Regions from separate parts of the Sus scrofa genome. Here region 2 is linked to region 1. The links are chromatin contacts, called in public Hi-C maps. All regions are on one chromosome and are shown on one strand. The core of a region is the stretch at or near the end of the contact, and the rest is flanking DNA. Distances in the headings are between cores, read along the strand shown.

The links. Hi-C and Micro-C count contacts between places; a contact is called where the count stands out from the background.
Region 2: a Hi-C map of epiblast stem cells shows a contact between it and region 1, with 4 times the contacts expected there. The contact joins the promoter of CCDC113 here to the promoter of CSNK2A2 in region 1. A contact is called at or near these places in 3 of 47 Hi-C or Micro-C datasets (embryonic fibroblasts, epiblast stem cells and liver).

Annotation. Positions count from the first base shown.
Region 1 is chr6:20,012,555-20,018,598 of Sscrofa11.1, forward strand. CSNK2A2 (casein kinase II subunit alpha') reads right to left here and starts at 4,170. Exons shown (of 12, transcript XM_021093948.1): 1 at 4,067-4,170; 2 at 3,169-3,280. The coding sequence starts at 4,170.
Region 2 is chr6:20,051,375-20,057,513 of Sscrofa11.1, forward strand. It overlaps CCDC113 (coiled-coil domain containing 113), which reads left to right and starts at 1,307. Exons shown (of 9, transcript NM_001244688.1): 1 at 1,307-1,497; 2 at 4,196-4,322; 3 at 5,608-5,769. The coding sequence starts at 1,397.

The sequences.
Region 1 (6,044 bases), core at 2,920-5,419:
AGGAACCTTTTTCTAGATTCTTCCAAATTATGCGCATCTAGCCCTCTGTTAAGGACATAATTTCCTGTGGCCAAATACCACAGTAGGTATTGGTCACAACTTTGACTTCTCTGAATAGGGGCACATAACTTTGGGTAAAGACCCTATTCTTTTTATTTTTATTTTTTGGCTGCACTTGAGGCATGCAGAAGTTCCTGAGTCAGGGATAGAACCCATGCCACAGCAGTGACCATGCCAGATCCTTAACCCATTGAGCAACCAGGGAACTCCAAGTTCCTATTCTTTTTATTTTTTATTTTGCTTTTTTGGGCCACAAGTGTGGCATATGGAAGTTCCCAGGCTAGGGGTCAAAGAGAGCTGCAGGTGCCAGCCTATACCACAACCATGGCAACACCAGATCCGAGCCATGTCTGTGACCTACATCGCACCTCATGGCAATACCAGATCTTTAACCTACTGAGTAAGGCCAAGATTGAATCTGCATCCTCATGGATACTAGTCAGGTTTGTTTCCACTGAACCACACCAGGAACTCCTCTTTTTACTTTTTTAATTTTTTTTTTCTTTTTATGGCTGCACCCTCAGCATATTCAAGTTCCCAGGCTAGGGGGTCGAATCAGAGCCACACGAGCAGCCTATGCTGCAGCTTGCATCACCAGTGGTTTTTTAACCCACTGAGTTAAGGTCAGGGATCAAACCCGCATCCTCATGGACACTGTGTCGGGTTCTTAACCCACTAAGCCACAACGGGAAGTACCCCTATTCTTTTATATATATATAAAATACTTTTAACCTACTTTTAATTCAGCTGGTTAGAAGGAGAAAATCCAACAGTACCCTAGGCAATTTCTTTTTTTTTGTTGTTGTTGTTGTTGCTATTTCTTGGGCCGCTCCCACGGCATATGGAGGTTCCCAGGCTAGGGGCTGAATCGGAGCTGTAGCCACCGGCCTACGCCAGAGCCACAGCAACGCGGGATCCGAGCCGCGTCTGCAACCTACACCACAGCTCACGGCAACGCCGGATCGTTAACCCACTGAGCAAGGGCAGGGACCGAACCCGCAACCTCATGGTTCCTAGTCAGATTTGTTAACCACTGCGCCACGGCGGGAACTCCCATCCTAGGCAATTTCTAACCCCATCCTTCAGATAGAACAAATCCGGACAGAAATGTCATAGGGCTTTGAAAAACGGAGACTGAGAGTAGTTTTCACCAGTGGAAACAAGGTGGTTCAGGCTGCACCCTGAAAAGAACGTGTGTGAAAAAGATCTAAGAACTAACACTTCATTAACTAGAGCATCACAGGGGCCTCCCAAGACTTATTCTAGAACACTGGAACTTACTCTGTGCTCAATGTTAAGATCTTACAACCTAACACTAAAACAAACAGTAAGAGAGAGGAAAAAAATAGGAAACAGGAGTTCTGGCCAAGGGTTATTTCAACATAGTGACGTTAGATATGCTTCTTGGTGCCTAAATTTCTGGTTGGTTAAAAATGTCCTTCAGTTTCCATATCGGGTACCCTAAACATATCCTATAAATCTTTAGAGCAGGGGAAAACTATCCAGCAACTGAGGCTATGAAGTTCTCCACAAGGATGACAAAAGGGCAATATGACACTTCCCTAAATGAATGTACTATTACTTATATACACACCTGAATGTGGTTCCCTTTCAAAAGACGCCACAGGAAGTTGCATACTTACTCTAAAAATGCTACCATCACATCAAAGTTTAGACATTTTTCTGGAATTGCTTTAGAGTCAGCAGTTTATTCTTCTGATTGCACAACAGTGGGATATGGGTACTCCTAATGTCAATTTATGCCTTGCTTATTTCCTAGAGAGATTTTAAGTAGCTCTATTAAAAACATTTATGCTAATGTTTAACAGAAAAAAACTGTATGGTTTCCCAGGTGACTTCTCTGATGGGAATATTTCTTTAAATATTTGTGAAGAAAAAAAATAAAGACCACGTGACTTTGTAGGAGCAGTTCATATTTAGGGAAGAGGAGAGTCAAACTCCCTATCTTCAGTATCAATTCCTCACATCTCCCCCCCAGTGTTTCTGACAGCACAAATAACTTGCCTATTTCTCTGCAAACCTGCCTCTTCATCACAAGGCTAGAATGGTAGCAGTAACAGAGTCAATCACTTTTCTGAAAGGTGATTTTCTGATAGTCGAAGCCTGACCTCCCTTTTTAAATCGGGACACAGCTGCCCCAACTTTACTTAAGGCACAAAAACAGCTTTTCAATCCTACATTCTTGTTCGCAGAGCCTCTCCAAAATGGCCACATTGGAACTCTTGTATATGTGAAAGTGCTTATATGCTCCTACTAATCAACTCTTTGGTCTTCTCGTGATTTCACTAAATGACATGCACGCACATTAAATGATCAGGCAATGATCATTGAAAAGAGTCTAAGAATTATTTTTTATATGCCTTTGACACATTATCAAAGCTACACAACCAGTTACTCAGAAGAGAATTTAGCCAACTCTTCATGTTCATCAAGATCAAGCCTTCCTTCAAGAGATGACAAAAGGTATCTTTAACAAATTCAGGGTTCTATAAACTAGACAGGTTGTTTTGCTTTAATTCAAAACAACCCAACTTCACGTTTACTAGCTGATAAGCAACAATGAATCTTCCTGGCACTACTGGCTCACTATATCCATCTTACCTGAAACTTTTAACACCAAGAAGGAAAAAACAAGTCATTTTTCCACAGGAGTGGTTCCCTCCACTCAGGTTTCAAATGCATCCTTGAAGCTACTTTTTTACAACTTTCTGGAATAACATATACAGTACTTGAGGAGCCTTTGCGTTGATAGGATCTTCATGAAAAGGCTCTTTTTGCTTCTGAATGCCTATTTATTTTCTAATAAATGGAGCCCCTTTGGAAGTTTCACTTTGGAAGCCTTTAATTACATTTCAGAACAAGCATGTTCCTGAACCATCACACTTAGAGTTGAAACAGGTCTGCCTATTTCTGCAGATTTTCTTGAAAGTTCACAGGAAAATGAGGTGGGAGGAGTAGGAGAGGGACATCAGACAGAACAGATGCAAAATGAGAGCTCAAACTGCTCATTGGAGAATGTGGCTGAAATAGTTCATATCCTTCTGACCTGTGAAAAAGAAACTTTAACGCCGCTCATAAGACACTCACCTTGAGAATTTTTACAACCACTCTCTCGTTGTTGGTGATGTTAATGGCCTCAAATACTTCACTATACTTTCCCCGACCAAGTTTTCGAACCAGCTGGTAATCATCTTGATTACTGTGAAAGCCAAGAGCGACAAATATAAATGGCAGGACTTAGGATTAACCAAGCCTATGCCCACTACACACCCCATCCAGGCGCTTCCATTAATCAAGCACTTGGAAGTGTCTACACATCATGCCACAACTCATTCCCTAAATGAAAGCCACAACATAAACTTGGCTCCTCGCACTAGACGCAGTTCCTAACCTAATTGGTCCCTCATAACTTAGGGGAGATAAGGTGGAAGGCACGGGTCTGACTCAATCTAGAGGTGAGCAAAGCATCCATCCCGGAGGCCCAGAGGTGCCCCTCCGCCCAGCACCTGCCTTCTATTGCACACCCAGAAGGTAGACACCGCCTGCCTTGCGAATCTGGACATCCTTAAAAAATTTCCTCCCACCCATCCTCATTTCAAAAAAATAGAAAAGCAAAGAATTTTAATAGCTCAAGAGGACAGCTGCTGACTTCCCACCCCAATAGAAACCCCAAAGCGTAAAAGGAAAGGCTGCTCCCTTACTCCCACCGGGCTCTGGTCCCTGGACCCCTACACTTGTAAGGAAGTATACCCTGGGGTAAGGGGTACGCACAACGGGGAGGGAGAAGCGGAAGGGAGGAGAGGAAGACGAGGGCACTGGTGGGGGGAGTGGACCTCCCACCCCAGACCGGAGAAGCGCAGGCCCAGCAAAGGGGCAGGCGAGGAGATAGACAGCGGGGGACAAGTGCGGTTTGCGCGGGGGGTGGGGGGACGGCCGGGCGGGGGTGGGAGTGAGAGGGCCCGGCGGGGGGCGGCGGCGGCTTTACCCCCAGCTCGGGACGTGAGACTCATAGTCCCAGTACTCGCGGCTCCTCAGGCTGTTCACCTCGGCGTAGACCCGGGCCCTGCTGCCCGCGGCCGGGCCCGGCATGGCGGGCGGGACCGGGGGGCGTCGCGGGGCGCCGAGGGCGGCGGCGGCGGCGCGACGGGGGGCGCGGGGCGGCGGGCGGAGGAGGCGGCGGGCCGCGGGCCGCCGGAGGAGGAGGAGGAGCGCAGCGGCGGGCGGCCGCGCCAGGCCGGGCCCGCGGGGGCGGGCGGGCTGGGGGCGCGGGGGGCGCCGGCCAAGCCGGCCGGGCCCTGGAGCTGCCGGCGGGACGGCGGGGCGGATGGCGCTCGCGCTCCGCGGCGGCCTCCGCTCGGCTCGCGGCCCCGAGGCGGCGGCGGCGGCGTCGGCGGCACCAGCAGCGGCAGCCGCCGGCCGGGAAAGGGGCAGCGGCAGCGGCGGCGAAGAAGGAGGAGGAGGAAACCCGGAAAAGGGGCCGCGCTCACTAGGAGCGGCCGACGCCCGGCCCGGGGCCGCCCAGCCTCACAGCGCCCCCTGCAGCGCGGGGGGACCCGCCCGCCGGCCTGGTCCCGCCCCTGACCCCGCCCCTCCAGGATCCCCTTCCAAATCTACCCATCCTTGGTCTGGCAGAAAGCGCTCATCACAGGGCCTCCCCGCCCACAGGCTGCTGTCCTAGAGCCTTGCCCCCTCGCCTACTCTTCCAGGACTCTCCTAGAGACCCCCTACCCCAAAGCTCTCTACCCTTTCGTCATCCAGAGTTTCACCACCAGACCTCTCATACCGACCCTGCTGTGACACTTTTGTCACCCAAACTGTTCCCATCAAGTCCCTCCCTCATGAAACTTGCTCTTTTCACTCAGAACCTCTCCAACTCCTGATTTCCCCACCCCTCCCAGAGACAGCCCATCTTCCCTGATAGACTCTCCCCTGCCACCCACAGACTCTTGAACCTCCAGACTTCCCCTTCTCTCTTCATCCACAAAACCCTTATCTTACATTTTCCCCAAAATATCCTTCCAGAACCTTCCCTAAGAACTCTCTTTATGTTCATATCCTCACTTGGTTAAGTTGGAGTCAGCCAAGTTACTCACTGTAAAGTTCCTATTTTTCCCTTTGTAATTAATAAGCAAAATGTGTGGAGACACTTTGAGACCATAGAAATACCTTGGTTTGGTTTGGGAGGACAGAGAGCAGGAGAATTGTGAGAGTCCTGCCTTGAAGGGACAGGCTAGGAGTTGGGTATGGACTGAGGGTGGGGTGGCCAACCAAACTTTGGCCTATTTTATTAGGTTGCCTTCTAGCCCTGAACACTCTTCTCTCCTTGATGTTCTGGGCCTTTCTTTGGTCTTGCTTTTCCATCCCACATTTTTTAATCACTCAGCCTGGGTTGCTTTGAATCCAATCCTTTTTCATATTCTGTTTTCTAGGTGAGGCCCTGCTTCCTCCTTCTTGATACAATTAAGAGAACAAACTCTGAAGCTAGATCCTTCCGTGTTTGAATGCCAGCTCTGCTACTTACAAGCTGTGTTACCTTGGGCCAATAACTTAACCTCTCTATGCTGTGGATTTTACAAAATAAAAGCAGTAATGGCACCTACCTCACACGACTATGGAGCAGATTAGACAAAATAAACCATGAAAAACACTTAGAACAGTGTCTAGCAGATACTGAGTGCTCAATATGATTATTATCTGACCAGGGCCTTTCCCTACACATTGCTCTCCTTGAGATGCCCGTCTTTCAGTTTTTTCTACCCTCCAAGTTTGGCCGACATCACCTCTACCCCCTCCAGTTCCATTTTTCTCTGCCTGACTCCTTTTTCCTCTCCAAGTCTCACTTTTAAGTTCATTTTATTTATTTATTTATTTTTTTTTTGCCATTTATTGGGCCGCTCGCATGGCATATGGAGGTTCCCAGGCTAGGGGTCTAATTGGAGCTGTATCTGCTGGCCTACGTCAGA
Region 2 (6,139 bases), core at 57-2,556, 36 kb after region 1:
GCCCAAGTGATGGGGGCTGTTTGCACCAGAGCCAGACCTGCTTCAGAGCTCTTTCTTGCTTTGGGCCCTCTTGAGGCTGGTTCCCATTTGCATTACGTGTTATGTGAGTATATTAACCATTGGTCCCAGAGCCCATCCCAAGAGCCCTAGCAGCAGAGAGAAGAGAAGGGTAGTAGGGCTCAGCCTCCCTGCTTTCATCTCTAGTAACTCTGGCTCTAAACTTGTTCATCCTAAGCCTCAAAACCAAAGTCCTTTGGAGTTCTGTGACTATGTGTTGATGCTCACAGGCGTCTCTTGGGAGGCAGGGAGGGTCAGGGAGTGGCTGACCCTCATTCTAAGCAGTTTAACACGGCCTGCTTTCTAACCACATCCAGGCCTACCCTCCCTCAAAGAAGTCTGCCCACCCTCCCTCAAAGAAGTCTGCCCATCCTTCTCTCTGTCCTCCTCCGTCCTGGTGGGAGCAGACAGACAGATACCTTGCTGCCTTGCAGATCCTTGCCATGATGTACATCAGTTTAGAAGTCAACAGCCTGGATTTAGGTTTAGCTGGAGGGTAACTCCATTCCTGGGTGGCTGTGGGCCACTCATCTAACTCTATTCCTCAATTTCCTGATCTGTAAGAGGAAGATAATAATACCAATTTCATAAGATTGTTTTGAGGATTAAATGAATTGATCATTATGAAAAGATATTACCATAATCACTCCAGATTGCAACAGCTGGTTTGGGGGCTATTTCTTCATTTAACTAGAAGCTCCTTGAAAGCCAGAATGGTCTGCTTCCACACCTTCTTCCAGGATTCTCAAAACATAGTACATAATGTCAATTTACAAATGTCTCTTGAATTTATACCCATTAAATAATCAGCTAAGTTTTTTTCCTTCCAGGAATACAGATTATTGGCATTCCAGAGAAACTGCAGTTAGTATGTATGAAGCCCGGGGTGGTAAGCAGAGTAGAGGCCTCACAGAGAGGTAAGATAAAGAAGACACCCCCACAAATCGAACTTTCTGATTCTGTTTCCTTATTTGGAGAATACATAAAGAAAAGAATAGATACTATAACAAGTGTTGCAAGGATTTTCATAAACTCTGCTTAACACGATGCCAAGAGCACAGTAAGCGCTGAGCGAACCGTAGCTCATTTTAAAAATCATGACAGTAAAAGTAAACCGTGAAGGTGCCTAGGTGTCCACCCAAGGTCAGCTATCACGTTCCCGGAAGCGAGGAGTTGGGCTGGGATCGATGGGCGAGGCCTCAGGAAGCCCCGCCTCCTCACGCATGCGTCCGGGTCGCCCTGGCAACCTACTGCTTGGTCGCAGCCCGAGTGACGCGTGGGTTCTCGCACCCGGCGCCCTTGGTCACCCTTGGCTTTGGCAAGGGTAGCTTCTGCAGTGATGACGGATGAGGACTCTGAGACCTCTGCCTCCGAGGCGCAGGCCCAGGACGAGAACGAGCTACCTATTATCCAGCTCTGCGGGCTGGTGGAAGAGCTCAGGTACCAGCCAGCCGGCCTCTGGGGGCGGTCCCTCCTCAGAGTGTGAGGTCGAAACTCGGTCCAGCACCGAGATAATCGAAGTCCGAAGTGAACTCTGAGGAAACTGAGACCCCCACCCCCAGCCCAAAAAGTGGGGAAGGCGTTTACCTTTGCTCTTTATTCCTATATCTCCACCGCCACGGAGCTAAGAAGCCACTGATGGAGCCAAAACAGAAACTGGTGCGAAGCCCAGAACCTAATTGGTGAAGCCAGAGCTTCAGCCTGGTGCCACACCGTGCTTAGCCGCTTCTCTACTGTGCGGTGGCAGGTTGGACCGCGTGACCTCTAAACCCCTTTCCAGTGCTAAGATTCTATGATTAAATTAATGTGGCAGACGATAGAAAAGAAGCTATTGAGATGTTTTTAGTATGAGGCAACTTACACCTGAACCAGAGTATAAGCGTGGAGGTCGACAGCAAAGACGGAGTAGCCTAATGTTCTGTAATTTTAGCAGTGTGTTTTGTATCTACTATAACAAATATATTGGATATCAAGATTCCATGATGCAGTTGAGGTTAATTGTACAACTTTTTGGAAGAATATCCTGACCTGGCAGCAGAATAGATGTTATTTCTATATGTTAATAAATAGCTTAGGTCAGAACTGAGGTATTATTACTAAAATAGCTACAATCTTTTGAGTGCTTATTATGTGCCAAGTATTTTGCATATATAGTCTTGTATAATGGCACAGGAACCCTAAGAAGTGGGTGAGGAAACAGACACAGAAGTTGTCACTTTCCTAAGGTCACACAGCTAGTCAGTGCTAGTGCTAGGATTAAGACTCAGGTGGGAACACTACATGCTGAAAAAGAAAATTGCTTTGATATTTCCATTGAACGTTTCCCACTAAGCTTAAAATTCAGCCAAATAGGAATTAGCTCAATGATGTATGAAAATATCAAAGCTGTTCTCTCCCTTATATATACATTTACAAACATATGTATGTATTATACACACTCATATGTATGAATGTTATATAAATTAAAAGGGTCATAATCTTGGCACATACAGAATAAACTAGGTTTGTCTCTCTAGTTGTTTAAAAACCATCTATACAAAGCTTTCCCACCATTTATAATAAACTTCTAGTGGATCCACTGGGTTCTGGAAATAAAAGAGCTGAGGAATTTAAACCAAAGGAAACATCTGAAGATTGTGGTTATATGTACCTTCAAAAACAGAGTAATTCAGAAGGAATTTCACACATGGATTAGAAGATACTTGAAACATAGCAGTTTTCAGTATATAGGCATGACTTTGATTTACTGCACTTTGCTTTATTGTGCTTGGAAGACACTGCATTTTTTACACCATGAGGTTTTGTGCATCCCTGAATTGAACAAGCCTGTTGGTGCCAGTTTTTCTAACAGCATTTATTCACTTTGTGTCTCTGTCACATTTTAGTAATTCTCATCATATTTCAAACTTTTTCATTATTATTATATTATGTGATTTGTCATCAGTCTTTTTTTAATGTTACTATTGCAAAAAGATTATTACTCACTGAAGGCTCAGATGATGTTCAGCATTTTTAGCATTTTAAATTAAGATATGCACTTTTTTGTAGTTCCTTTGTGGCACAGCAGGGTAAGGATCCAGTGTTTTCACTGCAGTGGCTCGGGTCTGTACTGTGGCTCGGGTTCCATCCCTCGCTGGGGAACTTCCACATGCCCTGGGCATGGCCAAAAAAAAAAAAAAAAAAAAAGATATGTACATTTTTTAGACATAATGCTATTGCATACTTAGTAGACTACAGTGCAATATAAACATAACTTTATATGCATTGGAAAACTAAAAAAAATTATGTGACTCACTTTATTGTGATATTTTCTTTGTTGAGGTGGTCTGATACTGAACCTGAAGTATCCCCAAGGTATGCCTATAATCCCAGTGCTCTGAATTTTGTGGCTCATTAGATATATTTTTCTTTTCTTTCTTCCTTTCTTTCTACGGCTGCACTGTGACATATGGAAGTTCCTGGGCCAGGGATTGAATCCAAGCTGCAGCTGTGACCTACACCACAGCTGCCTCAGCACCATGTCCTTTAACCCACTGCTCTGGGCAGAGGATTGAACCCGTGTATTTGCAGTGACCCTAGCTGCTGTAGTCAGATTCTTAACCCATTGTACCACGGTGGAAACCCCTCGATATATATTTAAAATATATCAAATACTTAAATAGCATGTACTGTGTGCCAGGCACTGTCCCAAAGCCTTTTTTTTGGGGGGGGGCACACCCTTGACATATGGAAGTTTCCATGTTAGGGGTTGATTTGGAGCTATAGCTGCTGGCCTATGCCACAGCCACAGCATCTTGGGATCCTAGCCACATCTGTGACATACACCACTGCTCATGGCAACGCCAGATCCCTAACCCACTGAACTAGGCAAGGGATAGAACCCGAGTCCTCATGGATACTAGTCAGGTTTGTTACTGCTGCACCACAGTGGGAACTCCCCCAAAGTCTTTGTATTCCTTGTTGCAACCCTAAAAGATAGGTACTGGTATTATTCCCATTTTAAAGATCTGGAAAGTGAGGCACTAAGAGGCTAAGTATCTTGCAGAGGGTCCTACAAAGCTGAAGTGTTAAATACTAGCTATTTGGGGGTTCAAGTCCTATATTGGTGGAACTTACCCAGGCACCCTCTGTCTTGCAGCTATGGAAACTCTGCGCTCAAAACTGAGACAGAGATGTTTGAAAAATATTACAATAAACTGGAACCCAGGGACCAACGATCTCTGCGATTATCAGAAATTAAGATATCAGGAGCAGAAATTGCACAGGTATAGCAGCAAGACCTAAGAATTCTTTTCCTCATGTGACTTTCTCCCCGTTCTACTTTGGATTCTTCCTTCCCTGCCAAGGTTTCTCCTTCAGTTGAGTATGAACAGAATCAGGTTCCACCTGGTGGACTGACACTCCCAGACCATCTTTGTTTGAAATAATTCCCTTAAATTGAGGGACCCAAATGTATATGGGGCCTGGCCTGCCACTTAAAGGAGTGAAGATGGGCCTGGTATGGGCACTGGAGTGCTTCTCCCATCTCAAAGGGCCAGCCAAACAGCCTGGTATTGCCAGAGCAGCTGATTTTTCAAGAGAATCTGGCAATAATTGGATTATTTTGGTGAAATCTTCTGATTTTTCAAATGTGGGTAATTAATTTTTTTTTTTTTTTGGTCTTTTCTAGGGCCACACCCACGGTATATGGAGGTTCCCAGGCTAGGGGTCTAATCGGGGCTGCAGCCGCCAGCCTACACCAGCGCCACAGCAACTCAGGATCTGAGCCTCGTCCTCCACCTACACCACAACTCACTGCAGTGCCGGATCCTTAATCCACTGAGCAAGGCCAGGGATGGAACCCGCAACCCCATGGTTCCTAGTCAGATTCGTTAACCACTGAGCCACGACGGGAACTCCAAATTTTTTTTTGATTTAAAACTGTATATAGGTCTATCTTTTGAGGGCCAAACAATCCCATCTTCAGGTCCACACATTCCTTGCCCACTGGTTTTTGACCTTTGGCTTCATTGCCTAGGAAATCCAAATTTTGGGTCTATTTGTTTTTTTTACTGCACATCATGGCCCCAGATGCAGTGTTTCTCCTGTGTTCCGCTCAGGAAGCCCTGAGCTCCAGGTTTTCTGTGACTCTGACTTGAATGCTAGTCTGTGGTAGGTTCACGATTTTCCCACCCTCGAGACACTTTCCCTTCTTTTTTTTTTTTTTTTTTTTTTTGTCTTTTTGCTATTTCTTGGGCCGCTCCCACGGCATATGGAGGTTCCCAGGCTAGGGGTCCAATCGGAGCTGTAGCCACCAGCCTACGCCAGAGTTTCCTTATTTCAGTTCATGCACACAGGCCTTTGATGTACTTGGCACAGCACCTCAGGTGGACTTGTGAAAAGAAATCGCCTCAGGCTCAGTATCCAGTCTCCTTTCACATTGAGTTTGATCCCTCTGGCTGTCGTTCACAGTGATCCCTAGCAGGTCTGAGTGGTCCTTTTGATGCCCTCTTGGGCTGCTGTATAACCAGTCCCTAGTAGACCAATGGTTTTGCTTTTCTTGTGTTACAGTTACGAGGCAAGTGGAGATCCAAATCCCGCACAGGTGTGGACCGTGTGACAGGCCTCAGTGTAGACCAAAAATGCGAGCTTGTGCAGAGGGAGCTGGAAGACACAAAGGATGAAATAAGGCACATGAGGGCAAACGCCGAACGGGACCTGCAGCAGCACGAGGTACTTCCTTTCTGTAGGCCATCCTCCCTGCCTCAGCAAGAGGTACCTACTATATAGATTATAGTTTATATAATCATTGCTAATTTGAGAAACACACAATTAGGTTAAAAAAAATCAAGGGCATGCCTTTGAGGAACTTACCACCTGCTTGAGGAGATATCAAATTTTAAACTTAAAAATTATTTATTTATTTATTTTAGGCAGGAGGCACAGCATATGGAAGTTCCCAGGCTAGGGTTTGAATTGAAGCTACCTCTACCTTCCAGCCCACACCAGAGCCACAGCAACGCCAGCTCCGAGCCCCATCTGTGACCTACCCACAGCTCTTGGCAACCCAGATCCTTAACCACTGAGTGGGGCCAGGGGGGTC